Regions from separate parts of the Zea mays genome. Here all the other regions are linked to region 1. The links are chromatin contacts, called in public Hi-C maps. All regions are on one chromosome and are shown on one strand. Each heading gives the region's core, a stretch centred on a gene start, on an enhancer-like site or on the middle of the called end of the contact. The rest is flanking DNA. Distances are from core to core; before and after follow the strand shown. Region 1 holds the start of LOC100283861 (p8MTCP1). Region 2 has its middle 11 kb from the start of LOC100193597. Region 3 holds the start of LOC103643822 (calcineurin-binding protein 1).

Evidence for each region. Hi-C and Micro-C count contacts between places; a contact is called where the count stands out from the background.
Region 2: a Hi-C map of ear shows a contact between it and region 1, with 2.6 times the contacts expected there. The contact joins the enhancer-like site here to the promoter of LOC100283861 in region 1. A contact is called at or near these places in 4 of 25 Hi-C or Micro-C datasets (ear, leaf and tassel).
Region 3: a contact with region 1 is called in a Hi-C map of ear, with 3 times the contacts expected there. The contact joins the promoter of LOC103643822 here to the promoter of LOC100283861 in region 1. A contact is called at or near these places in 4 of 25 Hi-C or Micro-C datasets (ear, leaf and tassel).

What each region holds. Positions count from the first base shown.
Region 1 is chr1:268,105,957-268,109,968 of Zm-B73-REFERENCE-NAM-5.0, reverse strand. It overlaps LOC100283861 (p8MTCP1), which reads right to left and starts at 1,634. Exons shown (of 5, transcript NM_001291789.1): 1 at 1,543-1,634. The coding sequence starts at 1,561.
Region 2 is chr1:268,311,570-268,315,581 of Zm-B73-REFERENCE-NAM-5.0, reverse strand. It overlaps a transcript of LOC100193597 not described here. Among protein-coding and RNA genes, the nearest start is that of LOC100193597, 11 kb to the left of the region's middle. Within about 2 kb of position 1,766, at least 16 of the 20 cell types and tissues checked have an H3K27ac peak or open chromatin away from gene starts, as enhancers often do. A contact at or near this core is called in ear and tassel, where this site is marked.
Region 3 is chr1:267,919,837-267,923,848 of Zm-B73-REFERENCE-NAM-5.0, reverse strand. LOC103643822 (calcineurin-binding protein 1) reads left to right here and starts at 2,193. Exons shown (of 22, transcript XM_020546868.2): 1 at 2,193-2,514; 2 at 2,837-2,927; 3 at 3,025-3,099. The coding sequence starts at 2,925.

The sequences.
Region 1 (4,012 bases), core at 385-2,884:
AGCGAAAGGGCCTCTAGCTGAGTTGGTTAGGTGGTCTGAGTAGCACTCCTCAGGTCCTGGGTTCGACTCCCCGTGGGAGCGAATTTCAGGCTGTGGTTAAAAAAATCCCCTCGTCTGTCCCATGCCAAAGCACAGGTCTAAGGCTCAGCCCCGGTCGTGGTCGTTCTCACATGGGCTTCGATGCCGCTGTGTATGGGTGGGGCAGGGGTTCGGGGGTTTTCTCGACCTGTGTGAGAAGGTCTTCTTCTTAATTCAATGCCCGGGGGCTGTCTTACCCCTCGCAGGTCGAGTTTTTTAAGAAGGGACAAAAGAAGACAAGATCCGTTCCCTCAAATCATCCATTTATTATGTGGCCCCTGTCTGAACCAAATGCAAGCATAGTAATCAAAGCAACTGGTTATTCAAGAGGCACATTCTTTGCGACTAAGTAATCCTGTCAGATGTTTCTTTGCTCCCTGAAACCTTGATTTTAATCAAGTACAAAAGCAATCTTACGAATGTTTTGCATAACATGTATACCATTCAATAAACTTCATAAGCAGAGAAGCAAAAATAAAGATGATGACACTACAATGTAAGGTTTTTCAAAAAAACACATCCAACAAATGCTTGATGTGCCGCTCTGATCAGCCAAGGTGACTTTGTCACGTATCTCTATGTGCCTCCTAACTAAACCAAAATAGTATACACAACTATGATGGCTACTCAAAAAGGCATATGGTAGTAAGCCACAAAAAAACAACTGAAAAAAGCATTGCATTGTGATAATGTAGATACATGTCTAGGGCCGCTTGGGGGCAATTCTTGGTATGACAGATGAGGCGCCCCCTCAAAAGGCCTGAGTGGTCATCAGATGGCCATTGCTATGCGCCCCCTAACTAAACCAAGACAGTACCCAGGGACTGTAATGGTTACTCAAAGGGGCACTGATCAACTGACAATACAGCTACATAAATGCAACATCATAAGATTCAATCCACTACGGCACTACGCAGGTGAATAACTTTCAAGAATAGACGCCTCATTAGAAAACACAGTAGTATAAATCTATTTGAATCCGAACGAGGAAGGATCAACGGAAATAACCCTTCCCTCGAGGGGATTCAGAATCCGAACAAGAAAGGGTCAATGGAAGTAACCCTTCCCAGTCAGGAATCCGATCCCCGTCGGGATTCAGATTTTCTTTATGCCCCTGTCTGAACCGCCTGCGAAGAAATAGTATCTGCAACCGGTTATTCAAGAAGCAATCGATTCTCTGCCGAATAGTAACAGCTGCCCATTTCCCACAATTACCCAAAGAGGCGCGACCCAGCCATTGAACGCTAGAAACAGATCCGGCTATTCCTACACCCACAGGAACAATATAATTTGCACATACTAACACGAGCGAGCAACAAAGTCATACCGACTGAATCAAATCCACAAACGCCCAAACCTACGCACCCGAACCCCAGATCCGGGAGGAGACAGCCCGACCGATCAACGAAAATAACAGCCAAATCTCGAAACGAAACCTTAGGAGGCGCCAGAAAGGAAGGTTACCTGAGCTGCGGCGAGGCATGGCGGCGGCGGCGGCGAAACCCTAGCGAGACGGCTGGCTCGGGGTGAGGCGGGGAACGAATAGAGAGAGAGAGTACAACGGACAACGAGATTGAACATGGAGGGCCCTGGGCGTTCGGTTTTATAAGGGAGAAGGCACTCGAAGTCTCGACTCTCGAACCATTAGTCCCAGTTTGTGGGCCTGTCTTGCGACACAAGAAGATCTGACGTGTGGGCTCGCGCAACAGTGCATGTGGTGGTATGGGACACAAGAGTTACCGGTGGCGAATGGCGATAGTATGCCATTTGGATCTGAGTACCAATGTCGGTTCGTCTTTCTTCCGGAATTTAGGTAGTGTTTGGTTCCAGAGTACAAATGTGTTACACTGTTATGAGAATATTTCATAATTAATTTATGATCCTAGCTATACATAAACTTTATTATTTTAATATAGCTATTTTATCACTACATTGAAATCATCGGTACCATACAGGTTTATATATATGTGATAGTACAATGCTCGTACGTTGCGATGATAGAAGTTTGAACAATTCCATCATTTGCTGCAACAATGCGTTGAAAATTTTCTTCTCCGATAGCAGTTCAGACAGAATCACAACATTTTATCCAAGAAATAGAAATAATAAAAAGTGTTAATCCGACACAAGGACAACATAGTGATCTAAAGTCATAGAAAGTGGTTTTGACTTCAATAGCACAACAATAGAACAATATGGATTCCATATTTCAAGTAAACATCGAAAAGTATGAATAAAAACTATTGTGAAGAAATCGGAATAACTATATTGTATTAAAACGCACACGACATATATGCCTTTGTACATAACAGCATTAGCAGATTAGCTGCACAACCACCACCTTGAGATGATGAGCTACCAACGCCTCCAGATTGGCCAGAGACTGTGTATCCAACTTTGACTCTATAAGATTGCAAATTTGACAAAAAGATGCACAAGGTCATACTCATATGTTGGAAACAAGATACATATTGTAAACAAGCAAGATTTTTTGGGGGAAGGACAAGGTTTCTGATGGGCAAACAACAACCTCACTATCAGGGAATTGCTCGTTTCCAGAAAAATGCTTCCTCTACACATCCATGGACACTAACAAGTACAAATATATCGTCCTCGATCTTTTTCTGTACCAATAACATTCCACAAAATTATATTAAAAAGTTTATCCAGTTATCCCATTTCAGAAAAAGCTACTTCTCTGCCATCCATCATATAAAATAAGACCACAACTCTACAAGGTCTAAAGGTCTTAATTAACAAGTTTCAAGAGGTCACAAGGACAAACATAAAGGTACATGAGTATGTGGTTTTATCTCAGCAAAATTAATGGTTAATACATTTTCAAAAAGACAAACATAAATGATAGTTAAAGCAATATCGAATGGGCTCACTATATTTTCATTAAGTAGAGCAAAACTAATGGTTTTGGAGTAAAAAGTACCTCATTAGATACATCGGGAAAAAACTAACCGTAGTGAAAGCATGCCAAACACAGACATCCATCTCATTAACCACCTGCACATGGTGTGGTATGCATATGTACAGCTTCGTCCAATGCAATTCCCTGTTGTTGCATCCTATACCTGCTAGCCTAGCTACTCTCATGTAGCATGGTGACGGTGAGATCGCGGGCGGAGTAGGACTCATCGACCTTGTCCGGGAAGATCCCATCCCTGTCCGACGACGACGTGCACTGCCCTAGAACGTAATGTTTGATTTCTAAAATTGTAAGTGATAAATCATCTGCACGAACATTAAAAACTAAAGAAAATGAAATTATTCATGTCCACTCCTGCTAACAGAATAAGGAGAGCTTTACTTATACATGGCTTATCCAAAAGGTAGTTTTACATTTATGACGTCAGAAATTTACAGATTCTTGCAGCTACAAATATGATGACAGTAAGGCTACATTAGCTAATTCACAGCCCACCTTACAGTGCCAAAGATTATGAGCTTGGTAGTGAACTGACCATATGGGCCCATCCGCAGAACTCGTCTCATGTATGAATAGAACAGCCTGAGGAATGCAACTTTAAGTTACACATACAGTAATTGTATTATGAATTGAGCACAAGTTGTTCCAATAAATGTTTTGAACACATATTGACTATTTTTACCTAGTAGATAGGACATAAGTTTGAACCATAAAAATGACACACTAAATAATCTTAAAGCGAGATGACATATATGTCACCCCCGAATAAGCAAGATAGAACTTTCACTTAGGATATTCCAACTATTTAGAACTTATAAAGCCAACAGAAAAGAACATGATGCTTTCATTGGCCTAATTCTAAAAATATTCTAAGATATTGCCTGCCCACTGCATCCCCCACAAATGAGATGGGTATAAATAAACGGTAAGGCATACACTGCCTCTTAATAGGTAGTAGAAATAAAGATATACAAAAATACATTGCGAAAAAGTTAG
Region 2 (4,012 bases), core at 517-3,016, 210 kb before region 1:
ATAAATCCCTCGTCATTTTTTCCTGTGATAGTGACAGCCCTTATTTCCAAATTATGCTTGTTTGGTGATTAGCTGCCACTGGAACATCAGCTACTTGTTTCAGAGCTAAACTTGTACAGTTCCCTGCCTCCTACTCAAGTGTAGTTTTCCCTGTTGAAATGATCGTGCGTTTTCAACTTGGATCTCACATGTGCACAAGTACAAACCGAGAGCAGTGATGGGCCAATCATATTCAGGTACGTAAATAAAATATCTACTAGGCTTTGGCATGTCGTCACAGCTACAGTTCATTCTTATTAAAAAATAGTAGGGGACCTAGATGCTTCAGATCGTGCTGCTTCATTATTCATGTCTCTATATGTAGATGTAGGCCTTTATTTATGAAAGAAGTTTTCATGCGTATAGCACTCGTTATCTTAACCAACATTATCACTCTGCCTATGCCAATATAGGCAAGTTGTTGTTGTCGTGTCCAGTGGCCAGCGCGCGACGGTGCATGTTTTCTCGTGAAACTGTGTAGGTATCTTTGCCCTGTCAATGCCAATGCCCATGGACTCATACAATTGCCTTTCTGACTCTGAATCACGCAGGTTTGGTGTTCCTGCAACGCATGCCATTGCTTTCGGTCCTTTTGGTGTTTTGCAGTGTGCTGGAAAGGGATTGGGTTTGGTGGTGTTGATAGATCTGTGATCATCTATATATAATAGCATTGGGTGGCCACTGATTGGTGCATCACTCAGCTGAATTAAGCACTGCCAGGCTGGTGAGTGTTTACTCTCTCGGCTTCTCTTTGGGAAGTAGCAATCGGATCGCGTAAAGAAAGCTGAGTTGTTGCGGCCTCTGTCGCAGCTGCATACGCGCAATGCATACAATGAGCTGTATGCTGGTCGTCCAGAGAATTTGAGGGAATATTTCGCTTTATTTATTGGGGAGGGATTTTAGACTCAGAGAGAGTTGCCCATGTGGATGTCGGGCTTTATCATCTGCAGAAGCTCCTGGGATCCACTTGCTTTGCAGACTATTCGATAAGGGAAGGGACTCTGATTATTCGACAGGGAAAAGGAATTATGTTTCGTAGGAAGGAGATTAGAACTTAATTAGTTCGATTTATGCAGCAGGAATCTGGGTAAACTGTGCGTCATTCCAAATTAAAGCGAGGCTCTAGTGGGAAGGAGAAGGGAACTCATGTCGGTGGCTCTAAGTGGAAAGGAAACCAATGCAACTTGTCTGTCATATATAGAGTCATAGAGAAGATTATATTTACTCAGTTGTTTGTTTGGCCCACTAAACTGTCAGGGCTTCCAAAAGACTCTGGGTCTGTCAGCCTGCAACCATGTCCTGACCCATAGAAAAAAATAAATTTAAGTTTTGACAATTGTTCTTTGAATTTTTATGTAGATACGGCACAAGGTCAATATTTACTAGATTCACTATGAAACTTTATAAAATATATGATTATTGTCATTTAAGATAATACATTTGTATAGATATTGCCAGTGAAGAAACGACTTAAACTAACCTGCTTGGACATGTATGTGTTACCGGAAGATTTGGTGAAAGAATCTCGGTTCTAAATCGTCCCCTTGTCGACTGCAACATGCACTAGCTAAGAGAATAATTAAAGCTTGTATGCTCCGAATTGTACTTTGACAACAGCACCCAAGAAGTTGGGAAGATGCTCGACGCCATGGCAAGTTGCCAACCATAGCGAAGTGATCGGAGCGAGGACGAGGCAGGGCCCAGGGACCAGCCCGCGCATGCCAAATCCTTTTCTAGTACAACTGCTGCGGTACAATCCTACTAGTACTCGCTGTGGCGGTGCGTGCTCACTAACGCCAGAGGCAAGGCTGCTTTTGTTTTCTTTTTCTGTGCAGGAGGGAGGCAGCGGTGGGGCGCCCCGAGCCCCCTACTGCCCTACAGCTTTCAAACACATAAACTTCTACGGTAAGTTTGTAACCTATCCTAAATTTTGAAATGTACACAATATAATATAAAAGCTTTTATACTAAATTGGTTTAGTTCAGTCTATCCTAAAAATTTTCTGGCTCTCCCTTCTCGTGTTACCGTGTGCTCCGCCGTCCCAAAACGCACTGTCGTTTATCAGCGAAGTCAAATGTTTTATTTTTTTTACCAAATATATAAAAATATTAATATTAATAATAGATAGGTCATTAAATCTATTTATACAATAAATTTATTTTTATATAAAAACAGTACTAACATTTTTATAAATCTAGTTAAATATTAAAATGACCAATATAAATACCATAACGGCATTTATTTTAGGACGCGGTGAATACATTGCAGGAGTATTCTTTAATCCTTATTATCTCTTGCGAGTTGTCCACATCATGGTGCGGTGGATAGTATGTTCTTACAGTGCCTGCTGGCTTGACAGAAGTGACCATGAACGCTGAAGTTGTGTAAGTACAAGAAATGGTTTCACCGATTGCGGTTCCTTAATAATGGTTTCTGGCCTAATGGGCTAAGTGTAGACTGGTATTTTGGTTATGGGCTTATGCTCGTAAACATCTAAGTTTTTTTTTACCATGATTCTATTAATCATTATAGATGGTTAAATGGGCCAAGCTCGTCAGAGCGACAATGGGCCTACGGTCTATAGTGTCAATGCTGACATGGACATGGTCTAGAGCCATGCCTGAGGTTCGACCTGCAGTGTTGACACAAGCACAACACGATTAATGGACCGACATGACGTGATACAATTGGTTTTAGTTGTTGGATGGCCTAAGATAGATTTCATTAGTTGGATTCACTATATAAACATATATCTCATTAAATCCCTAGCTTCACCTCTCTCCCTTCTGGTTTCTTTAAGCACGACCACGTGTGGAACGATGGTGGCAATGCCATGGGCATACAACGATGACATGAGTGGCATATCGATCCCTGGTGTCGTGCATTGCGTCGGAGGCATGGGTGACGCACCTCGACCTTGCGCATGATAACGGTGGCGGTGATGTGTCCATGAGCTCTCGCGTAGTGATGACGATGCGCACAACAAAGATGGTTGTTGTTGGAAATAAAGTGGGTGTTTGGTTTGAGGAATCGCTCCATCCAAAATGAGGTGGTGCATCATAGGTCCATTCCTTAAATTTGGTGTGATGACCCAATTCCTCGTATTAGTACTAACTAACTAATTATGAGGAATGAGGTGGTGATGGATCAACTCATTCCATTTCACAAACCAAACAAAAAAAATGAGGAGTGAGAAGATAATAGACCAACCCATTCCTCAAACCAAACACCCTAAAACATTGGATGCTAGTTTAGTATGTTACTCATATGAGAAAAATAGCCTTTACATGTTTTATCATGATTGCTAACTTTGTTGCTTAGTTTGGTATGGTACTCATGTTAGGAAATCAACCTTTACGTGTTTGATTGTAGGACTACAATTTAATTTCCATGTAATCTCCTATTAAGCAAAGGAATAGATCCTAAAATAGTTGGCAAGCTTTACATCACCAAAACATGATTGTGTTCTTCTGAGTCACATGAGTTTATGTGTTACCTTGTCTAAAAGCTTGCTACGACAAAATTCTAAAGGGGACTGACATATGGCCTCGTGGGCTAGGTGTTGTGCCGTTGCAGAGGTGCACCTTCCTCTCAAGGCAGGCCATGCCACCACCGGAGGGGAGGAGGGTCACCACTGATAAGGGAAAGAGATATGTGCGCCAATGTTATGGCCTGTTCGGTTAGAGTCGACTAGATGAGATTGGAGAAGATTAAATCTCTTATAAAAATGGATCAATAGAATGGAATTTCTCTTTGATTCCCATGCTACCAAACAAGGCCTAAACATATACATGATCTGAAGAAAAGCCAGAGTCCCTAATGTTCCGAGTAGTTTCATGTGTTTCGAGTCACAAAGATATTGTCTCTTCTTTAGAAAGGGTTTCATGGTTCTAGTGACCTTTCTTTTTAATAAACTAGGTATATGCCCGTGCGTTGCAACGGGTGACATTTGTACACGCATAGATCATTGTTT
Region 3 (4,012 bases), core at 944-3,443, 190 kb after region 1:
ATATTAATAGACTCCATCAACTTAGTCCTAATGTGCTCCACCATCGTGCACACAGGTTCTTCTCTTGCCTCCAAAATCCAAGAATTGTATGACTCACTAATGTTATTAACGACCAAGTCAGTTTTAGCATGGGGGCTGAACCTATGCCTTGACCAATGCTTACTATCAATGTCAAACAACCATTTCCATGCTCTAGTGTTTTCTTTCTTAATATCATCCATAGCTTGTTTGAAATCAAACTCCTTGTACGCATAGGCAGCCCTATCCATTAGCTCTTTTAGTCGGGGACCCTTGAACCCAGCCTTTGAAAAGTTAGCATACAAGTGCCTCAAACAATATATATGCTCTACATGTGGGAAAATGGCCCTAACACCGTCTTTTAGACCCTGCATAAAGCAAAGAAAGAATCACACATAAAGCAAAGAAAGAATCACACATAAATTGTAGACTTTTGTCGGATGGTACTCACCACCAATCTTCTGCACTGCGTATCTCTTTGCTCTATAGGCTTTGGTAAGTGAGATCCCCACCTGTGTGTCCCTAAGGACGGTGTCCCTAAGGGACTTAACTCGCCAATCTTTCTCACTTCTGAAAAAATGCTCATACTCTGTGCCAATCCAGTTAGCATCCATTTGCTTCACCGTGTGACTTTTCCCACAAGTGTGGTCCTTTACATACTTCTTGATGTTGAAGGAACGACCATCTGGAAGTCTAGAGGCATATATATACCAAGCACAGTCTACAATTTTGCACTTTGCTGAAACTTGCACAGGATCATTCTTAGGTCTCATAACTTCTCTACCCTCACAGATGATCAAATTCTTTAGTGCTGCTCTAAATTGCTTCAAATCGGTAAAAACTGTTCCAACATCCATAATTGGGTGTCTCATGGTTGAATTGTCAAACCTCACATAATCTACCCCGAGAGACCGATGCACATATATACCCTCACCATCAAAATTTATGGGACTGTGAACACCTTCATTAACCTCATCCGACAAATAAACCCTTTTATCAATTTCATTTATCAATTGTCCTGTATGATCCTTTTGAATTTGTTTCAAATCACTGTTATTATTTATAACATATAAATCTCCATCATCTTCTTCAGTTTCCCATGCGACATATTCTTCATCATCTTCCCATACATCCCTTTCTTCACCTTCCCATACATCACCATCTCCTTCTTCAGTTCCCAAAATGAACAATTTGCACACCTTAAGGCCCTCATGGTCCTTCATCAACTGTTGTACATGTTCTGCACTATCCATCAAAACAAGACCTTGTGGTGCCGTATGGCCAGGTTTTAAATAGTACAAGGTGGCATTTCCTTCGTAGCCATGGTACACAAGATTTTCCTGCATTATAAACCAATCAACCCCTTGTGGCTACATAAATCTCATGTAACCAACCCTTCCACCAGAATAACCATCTACACTACCATCAAATTTCACTCCAACACGCACTTGAAACTCCATACAAAGGATCTGCGTAGTCCCAAAAATATGCATGAAACAATATTCAGTTTTCTGTTCCGAGATGGTACCGAAATTGAATGGACAGTAGCACTGAAGCTCCATACGAAGGAAATACCTGTGGTCTAGGTGATGACAGATTGTCGTCGTCCTCAGATCCAGCAGCCGCCATTGTGAACGGTTAGGGGAGAACGAGTTAAAGAGGATAAAGTAGAAGAAAATGCATTGACACAGGGTCAAGGTGAGGAATATGACTCCAGGGAGCCAGTTCGAGCCGATGGGACGTGGGTCCAAGGACCTTAGCCCTCACTGATGCGTCATGGCTCCATTGCAGGGAGCTCACGCCCTCGCCCTCGCAGCCATCCGCTAGCACAGGGACCAAGCCTTCGCGCCGGGATCACGCCTCCGCGCCGGGGAGCTTCGCCTCCTCTAGAAATCATCCTCGCTGATGGGTTGCGGCGTTGGGGGCTCGCGCCCAGGCAGCCCGCTTACGCGTTGGGATCGTCGTTAACCCGCCTCGAGGGCCATTAGCAAGAGCGCCAGTGATGTTGCACGGTGGCAGCGTCGAGGGGCGTGGGCGCCAGCGCCGCCAGGAGCCAAGCTTAATGAGTTTTAGATGAGCCAAAGATGAAGCCGTGTGTCTGCTATAGATTTAGACCACCTAATTTGGAGGGAGGAGTTTGGCATAATAAAAGTTGTAAGTGGGTATTTGAAAACACCCCAAACTTGTAAGTGGGTTTATGCAGTTTTCCCTAAAAGTAAATGCCAGGAGTAGGGAGCGCAGACCGGTCCGGTCATCTCGTGGCCTACGGCCCCCACTTGATTGCACCAACTCCAGGCCCGCCGCGCTTCGAGCAGCGCTTCCTTCACCCCGTGGCCTACAGCCCACAGTCCGCTCGGCCCGTCGCCGCGCTCGCTCCTCTGGTCGGTGGACGTCACCGTGGCGACGACTGGGCGACTGCCGACGGCCGCTGCTGCCGCCCTAGACCAGGTGGCCAGCTCTTGTCCGGGACCGTTGCTGGCGACGAGAATCCAATAGGTATGCCCACCCCTTCCCTTCTCTTCCTGCAACCGAGCACCCAAACCCTAACTGAAGTTATTTCCAGCAGCGACCGTCGCCTGGAAATTTTAGTGGGCATCAAAATGAACTAACAAACTAATTTTGCAAAAGTAGAGCGGCATGTATACAATTAATCCATCTTCAAAAAGCACTAACAGAATCAAGAGCAGAGTGCATATCATGTTTTGGAAATTAAAGACCATAAGTTCAGGTTCCAATCCCCAGAAAACACTAGAAAAAAGTATTTTTTAACCAGACAACTGCTCACCTAATTAAACTATGAGTTTCCATTTTCCACCAGGTGGCCAGCTCGTGTGCAAGTTCAGCGAACTCCCGGAGCCCTCGTCGCCGTCGATCCTTCCGCGGCTCTATCCGCTGGGCCGTCGACCATGGTGAACCACACTTTCACACTCCGTCCCTGCACACGTCTTGCTCCCTGTTCGAATTCGTCGCTGCTTTTCGTCTTACCCCTTTATCGTTCGCTCGCAGTTCTCCATCGCGGCCATCAACGAGAGCGACTCCGGTGGCCAATGGGAGCCGCTTGCGCCCACCAAAGAAGCTCAGGTGGGTATCCTTCTCCTCCCTGGTTTCTTATCGCTCTGAACTTGCCATCGCCTGGAAATTTTAGTGGTCTGTTTCTTCATCTTCTGGGTTGTCATGAGCTAGGGCTTACGATTTGTGGAAAGCAACGTGTTGGGTCAATCGTGTCTCATCTGACGAAACTATTTTGTAATTGCTCTGTCAAGCCAAAAGCCATCGTCGAGAGATCATGCTGTGCATCACAATCGTCCCCCCTGTTATTCGGTGTACAGGATAGAGTAAAATCCAGAAAATTTCAAGACTAAAATCCACACTTAAGCTGGCATGACCTTTTAACTTAGGTACAACGCCAAGAACAATGCCGCTCATCTATCAGTACTGCATGTTGGACCAACACTGGTAATTTTAGATATTGAAGTGTATAGTTCTTAGTTCTCACTAGTCGTTTGAACTGCAGTTTCTATTGGTAGACATAGGTGGGCATGAAGGTGATTAGTTCTTTAAGATTTAAGATGCTAATCTTTATGTTGAGTTATACTGTGATTAAAATGAAGATAAACATATAGTAGTGTGGTCTGTGGTGTCAGGATTTGTTTTCATAAAAATTCTTTCTGCATGCTTAGGTCTGTTTGTTAAGGTATATGCTAGTGTAAAAGATGGTGCTCTCAGACATATCCATGATTCAAAATTAAATTAGTGGTTGTGACGAAGAATTTTGAGCTGGGAAGGCAGTGTCCACAGGCAATTGCTTAGAGCCCTGCCCTGCTGTGTATCCTTAAAATTGACATGAATTTAGGACCCTTGTGATTTATACATCTATGCCAAATTGCCAAGTGCTACTTTTCTCTATGTGGAAGGAGATACATGCATGGAAAGTTTTGCGCGAGCCTTGAGTGTATCACAGACTATCACAGCTGAGAGGGATATCTGAAGGATA